Regions from separate parts of the Gossypium hirsutum genome. Here all the other regions are linked to region 3. Evidence: chromatin contacts called from public Hi-C data. All regions are on one chromosome and are shown on one strand. The core of a region is the stretch at or near the end of the contact, and the rest is flanking DNA. Distances in the headings are between cores, read along the strand shown. Region 1 holds the start of LOC107950897 (EPIDERMAL PATTERNING FACTOR-like protein 1). Region 2 holds the start of LOC107950438 (polyadenylate-binding protein 2). Region 3 holds the start of LOC107950449 (histone H4).

Region 1 (4,571 bases), core at 1,482-3,981, 130 kb after region 3:
TTGCGTGCAGTTTCAGCATCTTATTAACCGATGAGACAGTCACGGTTATCTGAGCAACCCTTTCGAAATGAAAGGTGAATCCCACTCTCAACAACTCATGATCCAACTTATATCCAAGCGAATAAAATAATCGAAGCACGTTCTTGCTGGCTTTGCTTTCTACCATACTTCTAACCAGCACAGAGATTTGCTCTGCTCCAGCACCCCTCATTGCACCCCCAACATGTTTCACAGTCCTACAAACATTGTATAAACCTAATAACCACCCAGTTTCACAGTCCTACAAACATTATATAAACCTAATAACCACCCAACAAAAAATAACACCAACTACGTTATTCTTGACCCTTTACTTTTTTTGAAGTATTCATGTCCGACACTGTATCCACCGTATATCTAGACATGGATATGAGAATATGAAACCCCAAACACGAAGCTACCTTTGAAAAAAATTGAATATATCCATCCTAAACACTCACACATCCATGTCCGAATTATATAGAATTGATATAATAAAAGCACAATTAAAAACTCCAAATTACCAAGTAGGCTCGGACTGTTCAAGATCACACAATAATCTGACCTCGGAAGTAACAAATCCTGTAAAATTCTTAGGCATTAGCAAGGCAGAACCTAACAACTTGATCAATTAATTTATATTGCTGTTTTATAAATTATAAATCAGTACATGATTCAGCAGGAGAGTTATTTACAACATTAACTAAACAGGGAAAAATGCTTATACCATCAAACACGTCATGGATAGATTAGTAGACTATAATTAACTCTTCTGTGTAATGAAAATGTGAGAGACTTACCAAGATTTGGACCACTTTTAAGGCAAATTTCATGTACCCTCAAGCGTTCTCTATTTACACCGCAAAGACCTTGAAGTAGAATTTCAAGTGCCTCAACATACTGCAAATCTCACCCAAAAAAAAAGAGAACAAAAACAAATCTGTTTAAATCAATCCCCAAATTTAGAAAATTTCTAAAATAGAAATAAAATAATGATTTTGGGTGTGAATTTTTTTACCTGTGTCTCTATAATTCCTTGAACTACGCACTCCATTTTTACAAGTTTTTTTCAATGTTAAACGAAGAAATGCAACCAGTAAGCTCACTGCGAAACCCTTGCTCTTCTTAAAATCCGGTTCGAGCTCAGTTCGTTATACGAATGGTAATACGGGCATTGCTTGGCCCGAGATGTTACCCGACCCGAACTAAAATATGGGTGGAAACAACTTTAAATATTATTAGAGTTTCTAATTTTAGGATAAATTACATTGCTGATCACTCGATTATTAAAATTTTTTTTGGGTCATTTATCGAAGATATCTTTACAGATTTTAAAATTAGTACAATAGTAATTTTAACCTTTAATATTTTTATATTATGACAATTTAGTCTTAATTTCAAAAAAAATAATTTTCAGCATTTACATATTGTGCAATTTTATTTTATTTTTTGTAATTTTATTTTTATTTATGACATTGAAGATTAGGTTTAAAATAATAAGAAAAGATGAAAATTATTATTTTAAATTTTTAGTGGTTATATTTTTGGTATATTTTTTAAATTTAGTTGATAAATTTATTTTTTTAAACGATCATAAAGAAAAGTAAAATTGAAAAATAAATAGACCAATTTACATAATTTATAAATGTTGAGGGTTAAATTTTTTAGAATCAAGACTAAATTAACATAATGTAAAAATATTGAGGGTTAAAGTTGTTATATTCAAAACAAATAAGTAATTAAGGTATATCCAAAGCAAGGAGGGCGTGAAAATCCCGAGAAGATAAGGGGAGAAGCGGACAAAATCAAAAGCTAAGTTGAGGAGAATTATGTACATAATGATTATAAGATACAATAATGTATACATTAATGCTAAAAATCTGAAGAAAAAACTTCCCAGAAACACACCAAAATCACCTATTAAACAATTTTCTTTTACATGCTAAAAGGCTTGATCTTTTTCAAGGGTTGTAAAAGTGATCATCACAGTGGCATTTCCAACCAAGGGGCTTGTAATTAGAGTATTGACTGCCTGATGATGGGTAAAAAACCTCCATGGGATTAGTGATTGCTTTGCTCGAACCAGGTGGTTGAAATTGGTGGTTATGGCTAAGTAATGGTGTAGTAGGTACTTGAACTGCCTTGCAAGGGTGGCATCCATTACATCTGTTGTGGCAGCTTGGAGGAGTTGATCCCAACCTTGTTTTGTCTTCAAAATATAAACCCTGTTGAAAACCCAAACATCATCAAAGATCAAATATATAAACATGGTGAAAAGAATGAAAGATATATGAGCTGAAACCTAACCTGAACAAGGGAAGAGGTTGGAGAGGAAAGAAGAAAGGAAAGGGCCAAAAGAAATGTGAAGGTGTTAAGGAGGGGAGAAACAAGTGAGGTCATGATGATGAAAGGGTTTCATGTAACCAAGGAAGTAAACTAAAAAGATGGGAATAGTAATGGAACTCTAACTTCAAGTACATATGAAACTAACTTACTTCTGCTGCGAAGTAAAAAATCCAAAGCAAGATAGATAAGAAATAGGGTCAGCAATGAGAAAAGTGAGTAGGAAGAAAAGGAAGGGAAGGTTTCATAAATTGGTGTATGTGGTGGTGGGTGGTGGTCTAAGCATTAATGTACATGGGAGAGAGAGAGAGAGAGAGAGAGAGAGAGAGAGAGAGAGAGGGCGGGAAGTGTGGCAGAAGAGTGAAAAGAACAATACGGAATTGGCAAACAAATTGGGAGAATCTGCATTAGAAAGGAAGGGGAGGGGGACCAAATAACTCTAATTTTATCTTTTATAAATTGGGAATTACATGCAAATGTTTCAACATTCGTGGTTGAAATACCATTAAGGACTTTAATCACTTTTCTCTTACTTCATTGGATTGGGTTTATCTCTGATTTTAGTAATAATCAAATTAATTTATTCACCACTAATGCTTTTCAAAAAAGTAATCAGTTGATCATGAAATATGTTATATTCTCATAAGTGGGGTTCAAACTCCAATCATATTATTAAGGGATGATGTGCGCAACCACCATATCACATCACATGGTTATGTCTATCTCATTTTAACTATTAAGAAGGCTAAAGCTTCTTTTGGTTAAATTTTACTATTATTTTGTGTGTTGTGCATGAAAATTTAGTTCATATATTTCAATTTCCTCATTTTTGGTCATTATACTTTTCGAATTTTAAAATTTTAATCCTGACCAATGGTAGTTATTGAATTCATTAAGTTCTACTATTTCTAAAATATTATGCAACAAATATATTATTTCATGTGTAATGTCATGTTTGTTTATTATTTTTATATATTACTCACAAAAAAAGTCAATTAATGACCATCGTTTGAATCAAGACTAAAATATCAGAATCTGAAAAATATGACGACTAAAAATGATCAAATTGGAGACTATGGACTAAATTTACAAATTTATTATAGTGCAAAGTCAATAACAAAATTTAGTCAAACGAATTTAAATGTTACCATCTAGGTCAAGCCTGAAATTTTAAATTTTAAAAAGTACAAAAATAAAAATTGGCCAATTCAGAAAATATAAAAAATAAAATTGACCGAATTAAAGTATTAAAACTAAATCGTACAATTTAAATTGTTTTTTTTGGGGGGTACTTGGAAATGGGTGAAAAATGCGTAAGGGGAGGTAGTAGTAATTAATTTCCAGCATTTAATAACTACAAAATTGTCATTTTTGCTTCAATAATTTGACCCCAAAAAAGAAGGGAAGGTTTGCTTCAAGACTCACTTTGATCCCAATATTGCTTGGTATCCAAAAGCACCTTAAACAAGTGCATAGCTCTTAGGGTACATGAATTAGAATTTTACCGAATTTTCTATGCATTCCTATGCTCGATTAAAATTATAAAGAATAATTAGCAAAATAAAATAACAAAATGAGCTTAAGAAAAATTCTAATCTCTAATTGACCTTCGATCCGATCAAAGTATCTATTGTAAGACTTTGGACCTTTTTTCTTTTTTGGATCAATAAAAGAGGCTACACAGCCTTAACTATTAGGCGTAGCATCGGGGCACATTTGCCCACGAGCAATACCAGATTAATCATCAAACAGAATGGGCTCAACCTATGAGGAACATCCCTTAAAATGCATAAATCATAACCAGCATTAGAGCCCATGAGCCAAGCAGTTTGCAGCCACATTGCCTTCCCTATACACAGATTCAATTTTAACATTCCATTGACAGTCCAATAATCCCCTGATGCTTGAAACAACGGAGCAGCTATTATCATTTTCATCTCAAGAAACACATTTCGATAACCCTCGTTCCAAACTAACGAGAGACCACCGAACGTAGCCCATAACTCTACTTGGAGTGGAAAATAGCCCCCAAACACCTTATAAATCCCAACAACCATCTACCTGTACTATCTCCCGATAAACCACCTGAACCTACACATTGAGAATTTAATTGGCATGAACCATCCGTATTTAAGTTGACCCATCCTGCAAGTGGTGGTCTTCATTCTTCATGCCTTGAATCTAGCACGCAAGTAGAAGAATAAACATGG
Region 2 (4,179 bases), core at 216-2,715, 170 kb after region 3:
AATCTAGGAGTTTTAGTAGTTCCACATCCTCCCTAAGCCCTTGGAATTTATCCCATAAATTAAAGGTAATAATTTTAAAACAAAAATCATGCCAAATGACGTAATTCATATGAATGATAATATATCTGGAAGATCTTATCCAGGCCAACCCTGTATTGGATGATGTCTCAAGTTCTTTTATAAGTTCAGGGACACAACTTATACCAAACAAAATAATCCGATGGTGCAATTCAGAAAACATGTACTAAATGTCAACAGTAGGACGGGAAACATATAAGATAGGGTAAACATACCAGCACATAAATGGATGTTAAAAAGTTAACAGACAAGATAGTAAAACCACCCACCCCAATTTCAAGAAATATCAAAGCAGTTAATAACGCAAGGTTCACCATGTAGATGTTATATCTACAAAGACAACATGCTACAAGTCTTAAGGTAAAAACTAAAATGAAAATAGACATTATTTATCTCACATTGCCAACAAAAACTGATCGTGAATCTGCTTCCTCTTTGCTCGCCTGATTAGCTGTTGCACCAGCGGGATCTGTGATAGAAAGGGTAAAGGGTTCGTTTTCGAACAAATGTCAAATTTAGATTAATATTAGACAAAAATGATTAAAAAGACTAAACATATCTCACACCTTGAAATATAGATAGAACTGACAAACATCCAGGCTATAACTACCGGTTAGAATTCCCCACTAAAATCTATAAACTATTACTACGATAGAACCACTTGAAAAAATAAATAATATTCAATTATCATTTTAAAAACTAACTTTGAAGTTTCAGATTCGATAGATTTATCAAACTAAAAAAGAAAATAATATAATCCAGAGAACCAAAATCTTAAACCCTAACATCATAACTTAACAAGAAAATTCAGATCATATAAATATCCCAATAAAAACACTAAAAAAGGCAAGGAAAGATGAGAAAAACCTTGAACAGCACCCATTTCCTTCTCGACTTTGGCCTGCATTTCCCGGAGTGCCGCCGCTTCATCTTCCATTTCCTTCAACCGTTTCTTCATCTCGTCCAATTCCTACCACAATCAAACAACAAGAGTAACCAAAAAAGACAAAGTACAGTCTTGGGTTAGGGTTTTTAATTCTTTTTTTTTAAATAATTACCTTGACAGCGTCTTCATCGGCGGCGGACATGTCGACGTCGGCGTTCTGAGGGTCCAATTCGCCCTCCATCTCTCCTTCGTCGGGGATTTCCCCTCCGTACACCTCATGCTCCTCTTCATCCATTTTTTCTCTTTATTGTTTTTTTCCCTCTCTCTGTTTATTTTTCTGATTCTTCTAGAAAGAGTCTCCCAAGTCTGTTAGTACTTTCTTCAGTGGTTAAACTTCTATTAGAAACGAAGGATTTCGGTTCATGCGATCATATCCGTACGATGATGGAAGATCAACGGTGATAAGTGGCCCAGGGTTATTTTTTGTTTGCAATTTGCAAATGTTATTAAGCCTTTCCAACTCCAAGGTATTTAAACGATGTCGCTTCCTGCTGCTGGATTTCTTGGGTTTGGGCCTCCTTCAGTTCTAATGGACTTTGATACTGTTATTTTCTTCTATTTATTTTTTCCACCTATAATATTCATGAAAATTATTTTTTAATTATGTAAAATTTAAATTAAGTTCTATTTTAATTGGTAAAGTTGAAAGTATATAACCCGTAATTATTTTATTTATTTATTTCATACATATTTTTTATAATAATATAATTTAGCTCAACACACATTTGAATTAGGAGTCAAATCGAGTTAAACATTTTCGAGTTAAAAAATTTTGAGTGGAGTTAACGAATAGTATTATTTATACTCAATGTTGTGTTTACATGGACTGATTATTTAACTAGTAGACGAAGTACAATATTATTTAACTACATAAGTAAAGTTGATGCGTAAACATTTATTAAAACGACGCAGTTTTACCTTTTTTTATTTGGATTCTTGGATAACTCGAATTGTATAATTCATATTCAAGTTAAACCGAAAAATTGATTTTTTTATTCTACTTTACCCGAATAACTCGATTAGCTCGAACTTTTTAATTCAAAATTTAATTTTTTATCAAATTTTTTAAATCGAATCAGATTTTACTTACTCTTATATTTGACCCCTCAATTTAATGCCTTATTGGTACTCAATTTGTTTTTTTTTAATCCTAAAACTGGTATAATTGTTGTTGTTAAGGGTGGATGGAAACTTTATTTTATAACAATTCAATTTAGGGAAATTTCACTTTAGTACTTAATTATATTTTAAATTTAAATGATGTATTTAAAATAATTAACCTACACAATCACTTATAATTAATTCAAGATTCGTATACAATTTGTTAAAATTGAACGTCGATAATGACAATATAGAATGATCACAAAATAATAAAAAATAAAAATAAAACACATAGGTTTTACGTGAATTATTTCTTTAACAAAAATTCGGATCACATAACTCTAACACAAATCACTTTCAAAGTATATTATTTAAAATAATTAATCCACGTGCTAGCTCACTATTCAATTTAAGATTAATATATCATAAATAATCATAATAAATTAAAGTTTGGAAATTTAAAAATAATTATCATTTAAAAATAAATTTAAATTAACTATTATAATTAATTAAATAAATTATAAAAAATTGAAACCCCAAACAATTGAGTATTAGCACGTACTTATAATTGTTTTACTTATTTATTAATACTTTATAATTTTTTTATGATAAACAGCACAAACATGTGAATATATGCTTACACCATGTGAAAACCTTATTAAAAGAAGTAATGCTTACGCTAAACCTATATTTTTCACATTTTAGGTTTGCGTTTTACTATATATATTATAAATGTATTTATTCGCTCAAACTGGCTTATTAGATTGATTGTTATTTCTAATTAGAATTTTTTAAAATTAATTTATTTTTAAACATCTTATATATAAAATTTCATAAAATAAATTTCATTTTTCTTTTTCTTTTTCTTTTTAAGTGAAATTAAAAAAATAACATTACTTCAAATTTGAATTGAAAATATAAGATATTTATCTTATTTTCAATATTGCTCTTCAATAAAAAAAAATATTTCATATCAATTTAGGTACCATTAAATTATAAATAATAGTGTACTTAACTAATATATCCAAAATCATATTTAAATAATTTCATAAAAATATTTTTCAATCACAATATTATAATCTCAAATTAAAGTCAATTTAATATCAGGGTATTGATTTGTGTTTGAATTGTGTGGTTATGGAATATTTCATATTTGGATTTAATTTCGTAGTTAAAGACGACGTAGGACCATCCCGGGACAAAGGGAAATCCAAAGTCATCGATGAATAGATACTATAGTTTGTGCTCTCATAACTTGAGTTCATTAAATAATTATATATAACTATTTGATCCGGTATACGTTTGGGAATGGTTAACTATCAATAAGAATGTGTTTGACATGTATGTATATAATTGATTGAGTGGTTTGTGATATATTGGTTGAATGAATATACATATATATGTTTGATGATATTATACGTTTAACAATGATGATATTTTCCCTATTAACGTTGTTGGATAGAGTCACAGGCATGGTTGGCATGACATAGGGTCCGTATTGATAAGTGGGAGATCCAAAGCTATGCACGTACATACTGTTATAGTTTTCTAATACCCTGGGGTCGAGAACATATCACCCACTCAAATACCCTTAGGGTACGAGCATATTCTAGTGTGGTTGATGGGATTAGTGCATTTATGCCTGATTAGCATTTCAATGTGTATTTGGTGTGCTGGTGGATTGATCTGTATATCCATTATTGTATCCGATTTGGCTAATAGGGATTAAAAATGTAATACTACTTATTATATACATGTGTAACTGCAATGAGATAAAAATGTTGAAATGTTACATGCCATGATATGTTAAACTAGATACAAATACCCTGAGGTGCATCAAGAATTATATCGAATAGGTGAGCAAAGCATTGATGAGAATTATTTGAAATGGTAAATGAATTATTGGTATATATGTATCCTTAATGATAATGTTGAAATGGTTGGCTGGTTAACTCAATTCCCTAAACCGAGTTCGTAAATATTAAATATGAAGTTTTACAGAGTTGGTATAAAAGTATATTGATGTTTGGTCCATCAATTTTATCAATTAAATA
Region 3 (4,512 bases), core at 384-2,883:
TCTCTCAAAAATCAACAATAAAAACAACAAATGAAGCAAAAAAAATCGTGAGCAAAGCAAATCAAGCAAAAAAAATTAATAAAAAACACCCAAGAAAAAAACATAGCAAAAAAAAAAAGGAGAAGAGAGAAAAGAAGAGAAAGAAGAAAAAAGGAGGAAGAAGAATAGGGAGCTACGCCAGACGGAGGAAGCAGCGGCGACGGCGGCGGGTTAGGGTTCGGCCCGAAGAAGAAGAAGAAAAAGGAAAGAAAAAGAAGAAGAAAGGAAAAAAAAGAAAAAGAAAAAGGAAAGAAAAAAACAGTCGGGTCGCTCCGACCTGACCCGACCGACCATCGACAACCCGACCCGACCCGGTATCAGCCAACCCAGCAGGCCAGCCAGCACCCAGCAAGCAGGCCAGACAGCCCAGCAGTAGGCAGCCCAGTTCCCAGCAGGCCCAACAGCAGAAAAAAAGGGGAAAAAAAGAGCCTGAGTCATATAACCCGTTTGATCAAGCCCGTAATTTTGGGCTTTTCGGTAATTTATTTTTACTCATTTTTAATTTAGTTCATATATTTTGATGACATCTCGTTTTTAATATTATCGGCGTTTTTAAATATTTTTCTTTTTTTATTTTAGAAATATTATTATGTTAATTTATTTGCAATTTTTAATTTAAAAAATTTTAATACACAAGGCAACAGATCGATTTGACATTAAGACATTGATTTCATTGTTATGTTGGGTGAATATCATTAGCTCGTGTTAAATACGGGACGCCACTTCTAAAAATTGATAAATTCAAAAAAAAAAGTTTTTTCTCGCATTTAAAAAAATCAAATTTCTATTTTTGTAATTTTTCAATAGTTGTCAAATTATTTTTTAAAAATATATATAATATAATAATATGTAATTTATCAAAATTCTCGTTAAAAAAACAAAAAAATCGGATCACGATTAAATATTAAATTGAACTCGTATTTTTAAAATTAAGACAACACGCGCTTAACGAGATACTAATTTTGGGCGTCACGAGGGTGCTAATACCTTTCTCGTGTATAATTGACTCCTAAACCCTAATTTTCTCTTGATTTCGACGTGAACCTAAAATTGACTCTTTTTTTTAGAAAATTTTAAAAAATAATAAGTTTTCTTTTAAAAAAAGAATTTATTAGGTGTCCGATCACACCTAGAAAAAAATCAATGGCGACTCTCTTTAAAAAATAAAAATAAAATTGAGAATCTGTTTTTTAAATTTTCAATAATCGCCTCGACTAGCGCCCGTACAAAATTTTAAGTCGCTACAGTAACAAAAAAATTTATATATATATAAATATATTTTAATTATATATCTAAAACTATATCTATATGTAAATATAAATTTTATAATTATTAACTAATTCTTTTTATATATTTTTTATGTTTGTTTTATTATTTATATTCGAAATTAGTGATTATCTTCTCAACAATAAAAATAAAATAATTCAAAATGATTGAAGAATCCACTAAAATTTTGAAAAAGAAAATACTACTGTATATGTTAATTTCAACTATAAGAGAACCGTAGATGAGAGCCTAATCCACGGTTCAAAATCGCGCAAACACACGCAAACCACACTATGAATCGACTCACTAACCATTAGATAAACGACCACTCCTCTTACATTTTCAGCCAATAATATCAAAAGCTATGGATCACCAATATCAACCGTCAGATATCGTTCAAATCCAACAGTTCATATTCTTTTCCTCTATCCATAACAAAAAAAAGAACCCCTATTTAAACCCCGCTCCACATCCCTCGCTTTCAAGCGTTCAAAAAAATTCCCAATTTTCTGTGACAAAAGAGCTCTTCGATTTTTCAAAAATGTCGGGCCGTGGAAAAGGAGGCAAGGGATTAGGAAAGGGAGGAGCTAAGAGGCATAGGAAGGTTCTCCGAGATAACATTCAGGGCATCACCAAGCCGGCGATTCGGAGATTAGCTCGTAGAGGCGGCGTGAAGAGGATTAGTGGCTTGATCTACGAGGAAACTCGTGGTGTTCTCAAGATCTTCCTTGAAAACGTTATACGTGATGCCGTAACCTATACGGAGCACGCTAGGCGTAAGACTGTTACCGCTATGGATGTCGTTTATGCTCTCAAGAGACAAGGAAGGACTCTTTACGGTTTCGGTGGTTGATTTTGGATTTTAGGGTTTCTATTTTGTAACAGTTTCTTGTAGGCTTTTTTTTCTTGGATTTTCTCTTTAGTTTAATGTATTTTCGTTTCGAATTACGATGAATTTCTCTGAAAATCTCGTTTCAAAAGCTAATTTGGTTTTGGTTTTTGAATCTCAGTTCTAAAATATTTAGGGTTCGCCTGAAATTATAGGTATAATCGCTGCTCTGCGTTTCGGTTTCTTGCGGAATCTGTTAAGGCTCGTTAAATGTTATATAAATCTTGAAAAATATGGCAACTAAGTCAACAATCGATTATTAGCCTTTTCCCACAAAAAAATATGTGAAGAATTGAACCGTAAATCATGTCAGCAATTAAGCTTGCCTTAATAGTTGTAGTTTCTCTCAAAAGCAAAAAGAATGGCGTATCTTGGTTGGTAAATTTGGTAGAGAACAGGTTTTAGGTCTTTTGTTTGTTTGTTTCTTATTTTTATGTGCAGTCATTTTTCGAAGAGTCAAGGGTTTGGATGCAGTAAATGTTAGATATTGGCATAATATTGTGTCCCGAAAAATTAAATTAAAAATGGAGTGAAAAAAGCCCAAATCCGAGAGTGAAGACCCTTAAAAATAGCCTATTTGAAGACATCACAATTTTTTGGGTAAAATACACATTAAGATGACTAAATTATTAGTATTTTTTTATAGTTTAATATTTTAGATAAAATAATTTTAAATATCATTAATTTGTGAATTAAAATATAAATAACTTTCCCTTTAAATGATTTAAGAAGTAAATGAAAGTGAAATTTCCTGGTACAACATGTTATGATCTTTTATCTTTCAAATGATTGATTTGAAAGGGAAGGAAGAAATTTGAAGTGTTGAATATGCTTATCTTATCCTTAAGAGAGTATTTGAAGATGATGAAAGACATGTTTATAAATGCTTTCAAGCCTATGAAAATATTAGAGGGACTCTTGCATTAGCTTAGAAATAAGTTGTTGGTTGACTTCTTCATTAATTGTGTTGAGTGTATTTAGACACGGACTTTTTTATGAAAAGATATTGAATGTAAAGTGGGGTATTTTGGGATAGTGATATGAAACCATTTGGGTTTGATTTTGGGGTTATAATTATTTATTGGGAGAGTAATATGCAACAATTTGTATAAAATGAAATGTTGAATAAAATCATTTTCTAAGTAAGGCTCCGTAGACTTAAGATTTATGAATTTGAATTGAGTTAAAAAATATTGTGTGTTGATTTTATCCCTTTGACTTAGCAAACCCTTTGGTTCTAGCTTGTATTGCAACATCATTAGAACAATAAAGTTGGAACAAGTGCAAATCGAAAACATTTTTAACGACACTTATATACTAGCAATGCATCAAATATAATCAACTTGTGATTATATTGAAAGTTGCATTAAAGAAAATAATGAAAGCATCTTTCCACGAGATGCCAAATATGGATAGATTTAAAATGTTTTTTTTTTGTATACAATGCTTAAAACTAAGCATAATCCCTTTCTAACCCTTGAATAAGAAGATAAACATGCTCCAGCACACTTGAACCTATGTCCTCCTACACTAGTAATAATACCGAAGCCAAATGAACTAAGACTCTGCCGACAATAGATTTAAAATGTTAAATTAAATAAAATAAATAAAAAATTTAGTTAAAATTTTTTATTTGTCTCCATGCTATTCGTACGTTGTGATTTAGTTTATATACTTTAAATTGTTTTTTTTTTGCTTCTATACCTTTTGAATTTTAAAATTCAATCCTTATCAAACGATAACTGTTAAGCTTAGTAAGTTCTACCATTTCCAAAATCAAATGCAACAACATATTATCACATGATATTAGCTATTTTCACATATTAATCTTAAAAAAACAACCGACTTAATGAATTTAATTGTTATAATTTGTGTCAAGATTTTAAATCCATGAAGAACCTACAATTTTATGCATAGTATAAAATTAATAACAAAATTTAATTAAATAGATTTAATTGCTATAATCTAAATTTAATTGTTACTGTTTTGAATCTTGAATGAAACTAAAATTGACCACTACACACAATAGATTATTGGTGTCGTGTTTTGGTTGAGGATATTGGAATTGATTCAATTCTCAATTGTGTTTTGGTATTTTATTGGTGTCAGATGATTCTATTGGATGTTTTGGAATTGTGTTGAGGTGTAGCTTTGTTTTAGATCATGTATTGCTTTTGGTCTGGTTGTATAAATGACAACAAATAGATCATTTTTTGAAAAATGAATTCAATTTCTATTAATTGATTCATAGTATCTAATTTTCGATAGTATTTATAGATACTTTCAAGGTTAGAAGAAAAAAAGAAATCACTCAATTG

Evidence for each region. A called contact is a pair of places that touch in the nucleus more often than the background predicts.
Region 1: a Hi-C map of leaf shows a contact between it and region 3, with 3 times the contacts expected there. The contact joins the promoter of LOC107950897 here to the promoter of LOC107950449 in region 3. A contact is called at or near these places in 14 of 34 Hi-C or Micro-C datasets (anther, callus, fibers and 4 more).
Region 2: a contact with region 3 is called in a Hi-C map of leaf, with 2.3 times the contacts expected there. The contact joins the promoter of LOC107950438 here to the promoter of LOC107950449 in region 3. A contact is called at or near these places in 2 of 34 Hi-C or Micro-C datasets (both in leaf).

What each region holds. Positions count from the first base shown.
Region 1 is chrD03:5,043,735-5,048,305 of Gossypium_hirsutum_v2.1, forward strand. It overlaps LOC107950897 (EPIDERMAL PATTERNING FACTOR-like protein 1), which reads right to left and starts at 2,732. Exons shown (of 2, transcript XM_016885814.2): 1 at 2,326-2,732; 2 at 1,811-2,243. The coding sequence starts at 2,418. The coding sequence ends at 1,980. It overlaps LOC121215315 (a long non-coding RNA gene), which reads right to left. Exons shown (of 3, transcript XR_005911080.1): 3 at 3,704-4,542. It overlaps LOC107950443 (mediator of RNA polymerase II transcription subunit 18), which reads right to left and starts at 1,216. Exons shown (of 5, transcript XM_016885291.2): 1 at 1,037-1,216; 2 at 819-918; 3 at 543-600; 4 at 1-236. The coding sequence starts at 1,072.
Region 2 is chrD03:5,087,350-5,091,528 of Gossypium_hirsutum_v2.1, forward strand. It overlaps LOC107950438 (polyadenylate-binding protein 2), which reads right to left and starts at 1,466. Exons shown (of 6, transcript XM_016885284.2): 1 at 1,137-1,466; 2 at 946-1,048; 3 at 477-547. The coding sequence starts at 1,259.
Region 3 is chrD03:4,913,829-4,918,340 of Gossypium_hirsutum_v2.1, forward strand. It overlaps LOC107950449 (histone H4), which reads left to right and starts at 1,634. Exons shown (of 1, transcript XM_016885298.2): 1 at 1,634-2,290. The coding sequence starts at 1,670. The coding sequence ends at 2,158.